2 separate regions of the Callithrix jacchus genome follow, and region 1 is linked to region 2. The links are chromatin contacts, called in public Hi-C maps. All regions are on one chromosome and are shown on one strand. The core of a region is the stretch at or near the end of the contact, and the rest is flanking DNA. Distances in the headings are between cores, read along the strand shown. Region 1 overlaps MORC4 (MORC family CW-type zinc finger 4). Region 2 holds the start of RIPPLY1 (ripply transcriptional repressor 1).

Region 1 (6,931 bases), core at 2,059-4,558, 53 kb before region 2:
CTCAGAGAAACACATTCTCTCTAAAGTGTAGGTAACTGAGGGGAATGGGAGTGGTGTATGCATTTTAAGAGTTGATCTCTGGAAGAGTTTTATCTTAATAATTTAATCCCATTGTCTGGAGCCACCATTTCTAGATATGAAGTTTAATCACATTTATATTACCTTTTAAGATTTACTTTAGGAATATTAACTTAGTAAAATTTTCATTGACATATTATAAGCAAAGGTTTTTTGAGAGGGAAATAAGGAATAGGGAGTCTCTGCAGGGAAATTGGGGAGATGTATTAATGGCAATGCTTCCATGACTCTCATAAATGCATTTTAAGCCTGTTACATGATTGGACAGAGGCAAAGAAAATGATTCTGTGGGTTTTATTTCTTGGTAATATAGTAATAAACAAATTTTCAAATTAATAAATTTTAGAGTAGTTTTTGCTTGGAACAGAGATACCAGGATAAATATTATTAAAATTTTTTTCAGTAGCTTTTGGGGTACAAGTGGTTTTTGGTTATAGGATAAGTATTATTGACCTCCATAAATAATAGTAGCTCACCATGTTAATACTTGCTACTTGCTATAGTTCTATCATTTTATCTGTGAAGTTAAAAATATATACATTTTGGGCACCAAGATGATAACATTCCTAACACATTTCATATATAAAATTAGGTTATTTCTGTTTTAGGCTGCACCCTTCTAATGTAAGAGAAAGCACGGAGCTAAGATATACATAGTCACACTTTCATTTTTGTTTATTCAGGAAGGTCCCTGACCAGACATGGGTTCAGTGTGATGAGTGTCTTAAATGGAGGAAGCTTCCTGGCAAGATTGATCCATCCATGTTACCTGCAAGATGGTTTTGTTATTATAATTCTCATCCAAAGTACAGGTAAGGTTCGAGGACTCAATCTTATGCTCAAAGTAACTCCTGATGTACCTCTATAGTCTAAAACATTTTTCATGTCAGGTTCACACCACCCTTTAGCCTGGGACTCAAGGCCTTGTGCCACCTGACCCTACCTTACCTATCTAGCCTTGCATTTCATTGTATTTTAACACACGCTCCATACTTGAGCCAGGCCTGTGGCTTCACTATTCCCTACACATGAAATTCTTACTCTCACTTCCGTGACTTTGATAGTGTCATTCTTCTTGCTTGCAGTGGCTGCATTCCATCTGTCTGTCCTAATCACATCCATCTGGGAAGCAAGTCTTTTGTGTGATGCTTTTCCTGTTGACCATAGTTTACAGTGATTTTACTCTGACTTCCTCTGGTATTTGATTGTTGACATTTGTTCACATATTGTTTTGTACTTTTTGGATGTTTTTTATGTATGTATGTTTTGGCTCTTGAAGAGATTGTACACTCTTCGAGAACAAGGGCTTACATTCCAGGTCAAGTTGATGATTTTCTTTATACGCTTCATATTCGGAATCAATGTTATACAGTAGTACCTGTACCTATTGTATATTCAGCGCTGTTTGTGTGTTTGTCTTCCTAATATACCATATGTTCCTTGCAGCATCCAACATCTGCGTAGTGTCTGGCATATCTGTGAGCATTAACTTCAATTTAAAAGTTTTTAAAAATTTGACTCAGTAGTTAAATAGGTTCGTAATAATAAGTCATTGTGCTTCAATTCAGCTGTGACTTTCTGAAAGTCCATTTTGCAGGATAAATACTGATGACTGATAGAAAGAAAAGTGCTAAAATAGGTAAAAATGTCTGAAATTGAAGAAGTTAAATGAACAAAGATTAGGTCTATAAATATAAGCATTTCCTCAGTCTCTAGATATGCCTAAGTATCTTTCCATGGAGAGTAAATGAGATTGTGTAATTAGAATATGGAGCTGAGTACTTAGAAGTCTCGTATTTGAATACTTTATCTTTTAGTACAGGATACATAATCTTCCAGGCCACTTTACCCCTTTATAAACTGGGTATAATATAGTTGCCAATTACTGTTAAGTTTTATTTATTTGTTTCTAGGATTACTTTTGACAACTGAATGCATTTTCTAGTACTCCTTTCAGTTTTTAATCTTAAAGTTCTCTTTCTCATGCCTTAAATATAACAAGGTTTTATAATTTGAATGGGGTCTGAACTTTATAATGTTAGAGGGTTGTTAACCTGCATAGTTGTAAGGAAAGTAAAAGGTAAAAGTGAAGGACACATTTTGCTTCCAAAGGATGATTTCTTCTCTATACTGCAGGAGGTGCTCTGTTCCAGAGGAACAAGAACTCAATGATGAAGACCTGTACTTGAGCAAAGCTAAGAAACAGTTGAGTATACATGATATGGTGTTCTCTATCTTAGGGTAGAGGAGCCTGACACTTCCTAATAGGACACGGGAGTTTTGAGAAGACAGAAATTTTTTTGGGTCTTAAAAAATAATTTCCCTCCTCACCTCACTGCTCTCTCAGTTCTTTATTCCTCCTAACCATCTCTTGAATGTCTCAACTAGTGATTGTCTTTAGTCTCTCTCTCTCTCTCTCTCTCTCTCTCTCTCTCTCTCTCTCTCTCTCTCTCTCTCTCTCTCTCTCGGCACTTGAAATCTCACTTCAGTAGCTTAGTTCAGAAAGGCACCCTCAGTTACTCAATGAGACTCACACTATTTGTAATTTGGAAGGAACATTATAACCTAAATCTACAATTAACAGTCCATTTCAAACTGAGAAGTTTCATGAGTAAACTAAATAGCACTTTTGTCTTCTCCTAGAGAGCAAACTGTTGAGAAGAAGAAGATGCCTGTAGAAAATGAGAACCACCAGGTGAGCGGCAGTGCACACCCTTACCTTTCTCACATGACATTTTCCCCAACAGAGGCTATAAGTTAAAGGAAGCAGCAATCTCGAAAGCTGCATAGAAATAAACCATTTCTTTTAGTGGTCTTCTTTTCATTGGATCTTTTGGTTTTGCTTTGCTCTGCTGTCACTGATGTTTAGATCACCAAAAATAGAAGAGTCAAATCATTTATTTGCCAAATTTGGATTCAGTACTGACTCTGGACAGTGTGAATGTCACATTTAGTGTCACAGAATATTCAGCGTTGTGTTCCATCCTCATACAGGCTTCTCCTGTTAAATGTCTGGTTTTCCTGTCTCTTTTCTTCCAGGATTCAGGGGTGATTGCTTCCTCCTTCCTCTTGGGAAGAAAGGGTGGTTCTTTGTACTCCTTCCTGATCCCTGCTTTCAGGCTGGCTGGCTTTATAAAGACTCTGCTGTTTTGAATTTTCAGGAGCACTGTCTCTCGGACATGGTTGCCCAGCTCCGGACGCTGAAGGGTGCAATAAGGTTGGCCGTCCTTTCAGGGACACTCCTTTCCTGACAGCCACCATAGCACCCATATATCTTCCCCTCCCAACCTTGCCTTTCTGCATGATTTCCCTCTTGACCCTCTTTCCCAGAGAGATCTGCTAGTCGCATGTTAGATTCACCTTCCAACCACTCAATCAGGGTAGGTCAGACTGGTGAGGATAGAGGCAATTTAATACTAATTCTTCTTCTGATATCCTGCCAAGACCCAGGCATATGAATAATCAGGTTTCATACCCTAATGTCTTGGTTTAATAGTCTGATGTAGAGACTGGGAGATTTCCTAGGACTGCCCTGTTCTCATTCAGTTTACCTCCCCTATATATTCCCTCACCGTAATCATTCATACTATTTTCATGAGCTGGCTCTCCCACAAGATCCAGATGCATGTCCATGTGTATGTACTGTGAATATATGTTAGTCTGTCGCATGCATTTCTCCCAAACTGGCACAGACACTTGCTGCAGTGCATTTTCCCACCATCCCTACCCTCATCACACATCTCAGAGGAGTGAAAACTCAGCCTTAAACTGAGTCACAAAAGAGAATTAGACAATGATTAGGGGGTCTGGGTTTATGTTGGGGGTGGGATAATTCTAGGAGCCAATAAGTAAGTTGGGGGAGGTCTGTTTGGTGTCCAGCTGATGAGGTTGATAACTGAATATGCCTAGTGTACATTATGGTGCACTGTTTGTTTTGTGTAGAAAACGGTTTCTTTTTTTTTGGCCAAGCATTCTTTCCTAGCATCAAAAGGATTGACTCATCCTTTGGCATTTGGTTTGAATTTGGTATTTTTACAAATCATTTCTTTCTTTTCTAGGTATGTAGTAATCCACCAAAGAACCTTACTGTTCAAGAAATGGCTGGATTGAATAACAAGACCACTGGATATGAGGGAATTCATAGCCCTAGTGTGCTTCCATCTGGTGGAGAAGAAAGCAGATCACCTTCTCTTCAACTTAAGCCTCTGGATTCCAGTGTTCTTCAGTATTCCAGGTAACTAAAAAGCCTGATTTCTTGTCAATAATAAGGCTTAGGGTCTGTTTTCCTCTAGAGTAAGTTGGTATGTTTTACCCTGTTTCTGTTTTTTCTAAGGCGTAGCATGGAATTCAGAAGTAGAAACACAATTTTCAGTTGATATTATAGTATGTTGCTTGTATCTCCAGTTTTTCAGTATTATAACTGCTGTGTCAGGTATATAATTTTGAGGTGATCATTTGCTGATACTCATTTTGTGTACCATGTATTCACATTATATTGGGAATTCTGTAAGCGTAATAATAGACAATATTTGAAACGTATAAAATACTATACAAATAAGGTAATGTTATATCAATAAGCATTGCTCCTTTTCTTCAGTGTATGGATATTGAAGTTTTCTGGGGCCTCATAGGCCTAGCATATGTTGGCCACATATAAAAATAACTATTAGATATTTGTGCCATTAGGTAAGCCTTATCATTTGTTGTTTCCTAGAATAAATTACTTTAAGTTTAGTCTTGGACTTTCCTTGTTCACCTTCTAGCACCTCATCAGTGTTATTTTGTGTTTTCCTAACAAGGAGTATAACTTCTTTTTCTTACATATCAGGAGTATCTGAAGCACTGAAGGATATGACTGGGACTGAATTCAGTACTCCTAATTATGACTCCTTGCTTTCTCCTCTTTATTCTGCTTCTCACTTTTGCAGGATCAAGCCATATAGGGCAGTCACAGAGTTGCTCTCTAATAGTAGAAATGTCTGTGTTCATCAGTAATGTGACTATAATATGGTGGGATGTGAACGTTTTAGTGACTATTTTCAGTTTGGTTGTCTTCTTAACATATTGTAGAACAGTCAGTGGAATACATAATAGGATAAAGTGACTCCTGGTTTGTTGGTTTTTCTCTGTGTTTCTGAGTTCAAAACCAGCCTGAACAATATAGCGAAATCTCGTCTCTTAAAACAACAACAACAAGCCAGAACAATGCCTTGGAATATAGTAGATACTGATTAAGTAATGGTTGAATCCGAGTCATATTTAAGAAGCAATTTCCAAGATTGAATTTTGTAGCAGTGGGATAAGAAATAGATTCCAGCCTTAGTTTCTGTAGTTTGAACCTAATTATACTGTTTCCATGTATACTTTTCCAACTCCCAATTTAGATTGGGAGGAGCGCACTGTAAATGCTAAGTGTTTTTGAAGCACATTATTACCTTTCTACCCTGGTCTTCTGGAGATGTTCATATATCACCATTGCTGCTGCAGTGTCAGGTGTCTTTGCTTTTGAAGACTATTTTTTCTTTACTATGACCACTTTTCCTTTTTAATTTCAGTGTTTCTTTTGTAACTCTGTAGTGTTTTTGATAACCTCAAGGGGATTACAAATGCTAATTTATAGTTATTTTATGAATGCAGTACAATAGAACTTCCATTGGGTGGCATACTTCATCAATCTTTATTGGAATTTTTTAATGAGTCTTTATGGATTGCTACATCGCGAGTGAGGTTTTGGCTGTAGAGGATAGGTAAAGTGCTTTGACTATTCATGTGTAATTTTAACTTAATGAGAATGAAATTCTTTCAAGAGAAAGAGATACATAAGAGGTATGTGATAGTTGCTGTTGCTAATGTCTTATGTGTTACATTAGTTCAGCAAATGATGATTGTGCCATTTCAAGCTACAATTTTAGGGAGAGTCACACTGATTGATTGGGCTGAGACTATCTTTTTATGGGGGAAAATGGAGGTACTCAAGAGTCTATAAAATATACAGGATTATGATAAAACATTAAAGTTTAATCAAGGTTACAAAGGTTTTCTGCTATTATCAACATAGGAAGCTGATAAGCATCCTTGGGTCATGTAGTTCAGCTTACTAACTCTAGATAGAATAAAGCATATGCTATCCAAGAAAACTTTTAAGTTCTAGTGGTGTAGATTAGCAGGGGCTCCACAAGTGACTCTGGAAACAGCTTTGTGAATCCCACAAATCTAGCAAGGGGAGGAGAGGACCTGCAATAAGGATAGGTTTCACCAGTATGTAAGCAGGTATACCTTTTTAGGGGAAGACAGCTTATTTCTGTTAAAGGAAATAACCCCTTTCTATTTGTTTATTCTACATGTATAGTCATGTGCCACATAATATCTTGGTCAATAACAGACCACATATACAACAATGGTCCCATTAACTTATAATGCTATATTGTTACTGTCTCTTTTGTATATTTAGATATATTTGATATGCAAATACTTACAGATTTGTAACCTACGAGCAATAGGCTACATGCCACATAGCTTAGGTGTGTAGTAGGCTATACCATCTGGGTTTTTTCAAGGACATTCTATGTTGTTTGTACAATGAAGAAATCAACTAACAATGCATTTCTCAGAATGTATGCCCATCATTAAGTAATGCATGACTGTCTTTGAGTGCCTACTGTATGAAAGGCTCTGTTCTAGGGTACTGATAAGATCAAAGATGAAGGAAGTTTGCGTAGTCAAAGTTTGTTATGTAAGTATCCCCAATACTTACATATAAAATACATATAAGTTTTCTTATGAGCGATACGAAATAAGATTTAAAGTGGCTGGGTGCGGTGGCTTACACCTCTTATCCCAGCACTTTGGCAGG
Region 2 (7,053 bases), core at 2,201-4,700:
GGAAGTTGGAAAGACAGGCCAAGTTTGAGGGAGGAGGGGGCAGAGAGCACTGAGGTAATTCACGCTTGAAGGCCTCTGTTTTCTCAGGGAAGTAGAAGGAGAGGTTATTCTGTGCAGAGAGAGGGGAGGAGCAGGAACATGGTAAGGAGCTGAAGGAAGTTTGGAATGTAGCCAAGCTGAATGTGGAGGCTGCAGCTAGGGCCTTGACAAGGGAACATGCTCAGAGATGACTGAGGGGTGCCAGCAGGGCAGCTGAAATTCACTGAGTCTGCCTTCTCCCTGCGGGTCTTGTCTCACTCACTAAGCTTGAGGCAGAGTCCACGGCACTTTCCTTTCTCGTCTCTCCCCTCGCTAGGCAATGCTAGCCCAGTTTGGCCCAGAGGAGTCACCCAGTACTCTCAGAAAGGTCTAGAAAAGCAATCACTGGCAAAACCCAGAAGCACTATAGGGCTGTTACAGGGAACGGAGGTAAGATCTTAACTGTTCTGATAGGAAGTTCTCCATCTTGGTTGATCCAGACCTTTCCTGTTACGCTGCTGACCGATTTACTCCTGTTTTGTGTTAAGTGAAAAGGAGAACAGCTAGCTTTTGCCCAGCAACACTTGCAGGCCTTAAATCTTACATACAGGCCAGGAAAAAGCTAACAAGAGGAGCCAGCGGCTTCATGTCCCACAAGCTAAATGAGGCCAAGGCAATTCCTAGGAGGTAGCAAGACAGAACCATTGCATAGGAAGGACAAAGCTGTGGAAACAGGACTGAAGGCTCCCTGGGCTCCAGGAGAGCATGCTGGGAGCTGCGTGTAAGCGGAACCCTGAGGACTGCTGCTCAGGGGAGTGAAGGGACTGGACAGCTCCTAATGTGAAGGGGGTGACTGAAGGAACACAAGTTGAAGGTGGGAGGTGGCATGATGGGTGGCATGGTTGAGTCTGGTCGGACGTGAGCCCCAAGCTCCCCAAGAGGAGCCTCTTAACCCTCTCCTTCCTTCCTTCTGCCTATTCTCAGAGGCCACTTAGAGGTGGAAAAGATCCTAGAGTGTGACAACAGGTGTTGTGCTTCTTTCTCCTTTGCATGCCATCTCCTTCCAGCCCAGTCTTTTCAGCCTGGTGCCTTCTCTCAGCCGCACTCCTCCTTTCAGCCAATGATGCAGTCAGTATAAGCAAATGCTCAGCTCATGAAGGTAAACTTAGCAAGAACTCTCAGCGACTGATAGGTGCTCCAGCTCCCCAACAACCCTCTCTTTCCCCACAAGATTTCCCTCTTCAGGACCCAGGATCCAGCTTGCCCTTAGAAAATTCAGGGACAGAGAGCTCACTCCAGCCCAAGGCAGCACATTCCACTGAACTCATTTCACCTCATATAATAAACCTCTGTTTATTGAGGGCTGGGACTGTGCCAGGCCCTTGGGTTAGGTGGTGACTGAGCCGTTAGAAAGTTTTCCTTTGATTGAGCCAAAATGTGTCTCTCTGTAGCTTCCAGCTATGGACCTCAGCCCTGCCCTTTGAAGTCACCCAGAACAAGTGTAATCTCATTGCAGTCTAATCCTCAGGTATTTGAAAATATCTATCATTTCCCCCAGCTTTCTGTCCTCTATGGATAAACATTTCTTTCTTGGTTTATTTTTATTTTTAGCGCCTTTCCTTTTTATTGCTCAAATAATATCAGTTCATTGTGGAACTTCTTAGAAAATTCAGAAAAACATAAAGTAAAAATCCATCCTACTGTTACTCCCAGAAGTGACAACCCTAGCACTGTTTCTAATCACCAGTCTTATTTTTCTCTGCACGCTGTCCATTCTACGCTTCTTTCTTATCAAATGGGATCATCTTGTAAGTATGATTTTAGAGGCTTATTTTGTTTTCACTCACCATATTGAGAAATATGGTAACTTTTCCCTCATTCTTCTACCATGCCAATTTTAATATGAAATTCTGTAACTGCCCAATGATTTATCTAAGCAGCTTTAAAAAGTGAGACATTTAGGTTGTTTTCAATTTTCCTTTGCTGAAAAGAACACAGTGGGACTAGGATTGGAAGTGGGGTGAAGATGGGGGCTAACGATGTTTAGCTTCTTGAACATCCAAGAAGCTAAATCTGTGCTGGGGCTGGACACTGAGGTCAGAAGGAATATTTTTGAGACCTCTGAAGCATAAGGTCCCTGCCAGTAGGTGAACAGAGAAACAAGGAGCCCTTAAATTAGTCATGTTATTTTACCATTTGATTTTTTTTTTCATTTTCTGTGTTGTAAAAATTATGCTTCCCAGAACATGATTGTGAGCACCTGCTTGATATTCAGCTGCAAGGATTTACCCTAATTAATGTTACCGGTTTCCTATTACTGGATGTGGTGGTTGTTTCTAATTATTGACCATTACAAACCAGACTGTGATAAACATCCAAGAAGCTAAATCTGTGCTGGGGCTGGACCCTGAGGTCAGAAGGAGTATTTTCGAGACCTCTGAAGCATAAGGTCCCTGCCAGTAGTTGTAACTAGAAGCTTTCTGGCAAAGGCCCAGAAGCCTGGCTAAGGCCAAGGACTCTGCTCTGGGCTTGCCCAGGTTCAGTACCCATTCATGTAGCCCCCATCAAAGAGGCCGGCAGGGTTCTATGGGACCACTGGGCCAGCACCCTTATCTCTCACGTGAGGGAACTGAAGCCTGGGGCTGGGGCTTGTCCCTCAGCACCTCTGCATCAGGCAGAACTTTGCCTCTCTGCAGCACCCTGGCTCTTGAACTGGAAGCTGAGCTCTGAGGTTTGGAATGTGACCCAGAGGTCCTGTGAAATCCTGCCTGCTCTCTTTCACTAGACCACTTACTGTTGAGGCTGGAGGGGACACTTTGGCAAATGAACTGCTCGGTAAGGGTCTGGCTGAGGGGCACTGAAAGAACACTTGAGGTTTACCCTTCAGGCAACTGGGCTTGCTCTACCCAGAACACCTTTTTTGTCCCTAACCCAGATGATGTGCTTAATGGCAGTCACCCTATATTCGGATCCACCTGGCAAGTCTATTTGAGGTTAAGCTGAAATAACAACTGAGTCCCTCATTCTCCTTAAAGGGGTCAGCTGTCTCTTCTTGCCAGGAATGGGTTTTGTTAAAGGCCTGTCTATTCACCCTTCTGTCCCTGACAGCTCTGTGGTTTCAGAGTGCTAATGAGCTCCTCTCCTTCCCGTCTCAGGCCTTGCTACTGCCTGGGGAATTCACACAAATGGTGTGCGATTTGCCTCTTCTGTGTTTTCCTTTCTGACTTGGAGGCAAAGCAAATCCCTCACCTCCCACCGACACCATGTTTATTCAACTGGGAGAGATTTCACACCCAGGAACCCAGCTCTCCCTCCCTGAGCCCCTTCCCTAAATCCTCATCTCACTTGCAAGTCCTCCCACCCCTGTTCTCCCGGAATAATTTATAAGACCAGGCAGGGCTTATATAAGGGTCTCCTAGGAAAGGCCAAGAGAGTGCAGAAGTTTCTGGGAAACAGAAGACCCCACAGCCCGACTGGCTTTGGTCACCTAAGAATGGACTCTCCTGCCTGTGCTGCTTTCGCCACCCCCGTTCCAGCCCTGGCCCTGGCCCTAGCTTCGGCCCCAGCACAAGCCCCACTGGCACTCCCTGGCCTGCTAAGCCCATCTCCTCTTCTCTCCTCTGGACAAGAAGTAGACAAGAGTGAAAGGTAAGTGGAGCTTGGCCTTTGGCAACCTGAACTTAGGCTTGAGGGCTTCCTGAGAGAGGAAGAAAAATGAATTGTTCAGGGCACTCCATTCTCTATGAGGGGGAAAAGCAATGGCCTCATAGCGCTTCCTTCACATCTCTAGCTGGAATATCTCATCTGGCTTTTCACCTCACTAATCCCGCTGGGTGGGAAGAGGAGACTTGGGGACAGTGAATATTGCCAAAGCTGAAGGCCAAGCAGCCAGGTCCCCATAGGCCAGGTGGCTGAGTACCCTGAGGGGAACGAGACTGCCATGAAACCTGGGCTTAACAAAATCTAGACTGTGGGGGTGGGGAGTGTGGGGAAAGAGGACCAAAGTCTAAAGAGGCCCTTGACTGGGAGATTGCCTTTTTCCTGACCATGCCATCAAATTTTCCATTTGCTTTTTTCCTACCTCTGCAAGTCCAGTGGGGACGCATTGGGCCCAGGAATATTTCTGGTCCTTTTCCTAAGCCCAGGAAGATGGTAAGACTCTGAGCTCTACTTCTTGGAGCAGGAAGTAGGAGGCAAGATATTTTCCACCTAACCCCCATTCATTTCTCCAAACATTCAGCCTTCAACAAACATTTACTGAAACAGCTACTGTGTACCAGACATTGTGCTGGGTGTTGAGGAATCAGATATGATTGAACATGTCTTTGAGCTTAAGAAGCCCAAAGACAAGTAAATAGACAATTATAAAACAGCATGATAAGAGAAATAATAACATTACTGAAGCCGAGAGGAGGGGCATCTGTCCTGGCCCGGGCTCAGGAGCCTTAGGAAAGGCTTCCTGGAGCAGATGGCACCTGAGCCAAGCTTTTGGGAGGCCTCTTGTTATCTCAGGGAGCCCATATTTCAGTCTCTTCCTCTACCGATTGATCTCTCCTCTTGTCCCAGAGGAGCTTGTCTCTGGAGGCCCTGGCTGTCCTCCACAAATGACTCCCTAAAGCAGATGAGGAAGCTGGTGGATTTGGTGAGTTTGAGCCCTTGTGACGCATGTTCACATGCAGCCACATGCATTCACACTGACCATGTCACTTCCCAGAGATGCCCCTGACCTCAGTCCTGGGCTATAGATTTGAGATAGCATCCTCACAGTTTTGCCAATATTTGATTTCAACAGAGAGCAGATCCAAGTTTTCTGTGGCAATTGGAAAGATGAGGAGGCCACGGTTCAGAGTGGGCCAGGGATCTGAGCAGGCCCCACAGCCACTGTGAGGCAGTGCTGGTGCTCGAGGCCTGGTCTCCTGGTACCTTGCTCCAGTGTTCTCCCACCCGCAACCATCTCCCTGAATCTTTGCTGCTCTAGTAGAACTCTGTCCCCTGGACAGCCTCCAAACAGGTGTTGGAACAGAGGCAAGGAAGCAAACAACACCCAGGACTCTGTTTACCTGTTTTTCAAACAGAACCAAGAGAGACCCCTTGTTGAGGGGTGGGTGTAGGGGGTCGCTGGGTCCCAGAGATGTCTAAGGTCTTTTCTAGATCATCTTACCCGCAGCTTTCTGACCTCTGGTACAGAGGAGCAAGTTATCTAGCCATGTACTTTGAACCACATGCTAGCTCTTGCTTTGGACAGGCTGCTAGTGGGACAACAGCTGCTGAGGTCACCAAGGCTGAATCCAAGTTCCATCACCCTGTCAGGTAAGCTTCTGGCACCAAGCTCCAAACTTGACATAGATCCATTAGCTCTTTGAGTCTTCAAAAAAGTCTTGTGAAGCAGGAGAAGGGAGGGACTGCTGGTTTATGATCACTGTTTCATAGAAGAGAAACTGGAGCCCAGAGAGTTTAAGGGACTTGGCCAAGGCTGTCTTTCCTGGAGGCAATATCAATGACACCCAAGAATGATCCCCCATGGATGGGTCAGTGAAATAATCCTCAGTAGAAGGATATGGGGACCACAGGGCTGGAAAATTCTTGGCTAGAAGCCTGCTGGGGTAGATAGGGGGTGTGGTCAGAGCCACAATTGACAGATGCTGTGACTGGGTCCCCCACCCACCACTACAGGCCCACAGGGGGTTATCTTCCTGTGTGGGGCCATTTTGTAGCAATGCAGAAGGTTCTGTTACAAAGCTCTCTTTCTTCCTTTCCCTCTGACCTCATTTTTGAAGCGAAGAGAAGGGATTTAGAGGCCAGCTTCTTTATTGGCCCTACTGGCCCTTCTGCACATATGAGACTTGTCTAAGTTAGGGGCCATGTTTCTTCTCTGTCCACAGGCTCTTCTGGCCTAAATCTCACTCCTTTGACTATCTGTACAGTGCTGGGGAGACTTTATTGCAGAACTTTCCTGTCCAGGCAACCATCAACCTATATGAGGACTCAGACAGCGAAGAAGAAGAAGAGGATGAAGAAAAGGAGGATGAAGAAGAGGAGGAGAAGTAGGAGGATGATGAAAAGGAGCCAGAAGGGTGTGTGAGGGTTCCAGGGTCCATATCTTGCAGCGCCACAGCTCATTCCTCTTCCCCACCCCTGGCCTATCCAAATGGAGGCAGCCAGAGTCTGATTGGGGTTGTTTGTCAGGCAAGTTTCCACAGACTTCAATTAACCAGGAGTATTAGTTAGTCCAGCAGATAGAGATTTCTGGACTGACAATTGGGTCCTCTAGCTGCCCAGCTCACCCTGGCTTACCTCACTGCCTTGTGAGCCCAGACCTCTGGCATCTCATTATCTAGGCTGCTGTTGTGTTGACAATGGGAGGGTTCTAGGAGCTCTAGAAAAAGGCAGGCTTGCTGAAGCCCCAGGAAGCAGAGCAGGACAGGACACGCCCTTGCAGAGGGAAGTCGTTACTCCTCAGGCCCTTTGACTCCCCAGCCTTCCCAGGTGGCCGTGTAGTCCCATCTCTCTGTGGAAAGCCTGACTTCTGGCTTCACCCCCAGGAATACCAACTGCAGATCCATGCAAGGTTAGGGTGCCTTTTTGATGAGTCTTACAGGAAGGGAAGGGGGCGTGTAGAGAATCGGATTGCTCTGGAGATGCCCCCTATTTTGCCTGCTATCCATTGAAGTCTGTGTGTTGGCATGAGATGAATCAGGAGAAAAATAAACTTGATGGTGTTTTTATTTTTCTTGGAACTGTGCTGATTTCTTAACTGAACTCTGCCCATGTTGTGAAGCCATGGGCAGAGGGTCAGAGACCAGCTTAAGGCCAATTCATTGCTGTCCCTACCTGAGATCAGTTGATAAGTTTTTCTTCATGGGAATGTAGGGCTGGGGACCCAGCATGGGGCCAGGCCTCCTCCTTCAATTTGTAAAATCCGACTTGATTAAACTTCAAGGACATCTTGGAAAGGGAACAAAAAGACTCCCAAAATGCAGCTTGAAAGTTGGGAGTAGGGATGGAGGTTACAGGGCAAAACGTGACAGGTACAGC

What was found. Hi-C and Micro-C count contacts between places; a contact is called where the count stands out from the background.
Region 1: a contact with region 2 is called in a Hi-C map of skeletal muscle, with 2.9 times the contacts expected there. The contact joins the enhancer-like site here to the promoter of RIPPLY1 in region 2. A contact is called at or near these places in 2 of 3 Hi-C or Micro-C datasets (both in skeletal muscle).

What each region holds. Positions count from the first base shown.
Region 1 is chrX:103,524,113-103,531,043 of calJac240_pri, reverse strand. It overlaps MORC4 (MORC family CW-type zinc finger 4), which reads left to right. Exons shown (of 16, transcript XM_054251537.2): 10 at 762-890; 11 at 2,215-2,283; 12 at 2,722-2,773; 13 at 4,137-4,312. Among named protein-coding and RNA genes, the nearest start is that of CLDN2, 27 kb to the right of the region's middle. Within about 2 kb of position 3,308, at least 1 of the 16 cell types and tissues checked has an H3K27ac peak or open chromatin away from gene starts, as enhancers often do. A contact at or near this core is called in skeletal muscle, where this site is marked.
Region 2 is chrX:103,470,843-103,477,895 of calJac240_pri, reverse strand. It overlaps RIPPLY1 (ripply transcriptional repressor 1), which reads left to right and starts at 3,450. Exons shown (of 4, transcript XM_017968578.4): 1 at 3,450-3,666; 2 at 4,585-4,660; 3 at 5,264-5,328; 4 at 5,901-6,743. The coding sequence starts at 3,512. The coding sequence ends at 6,066.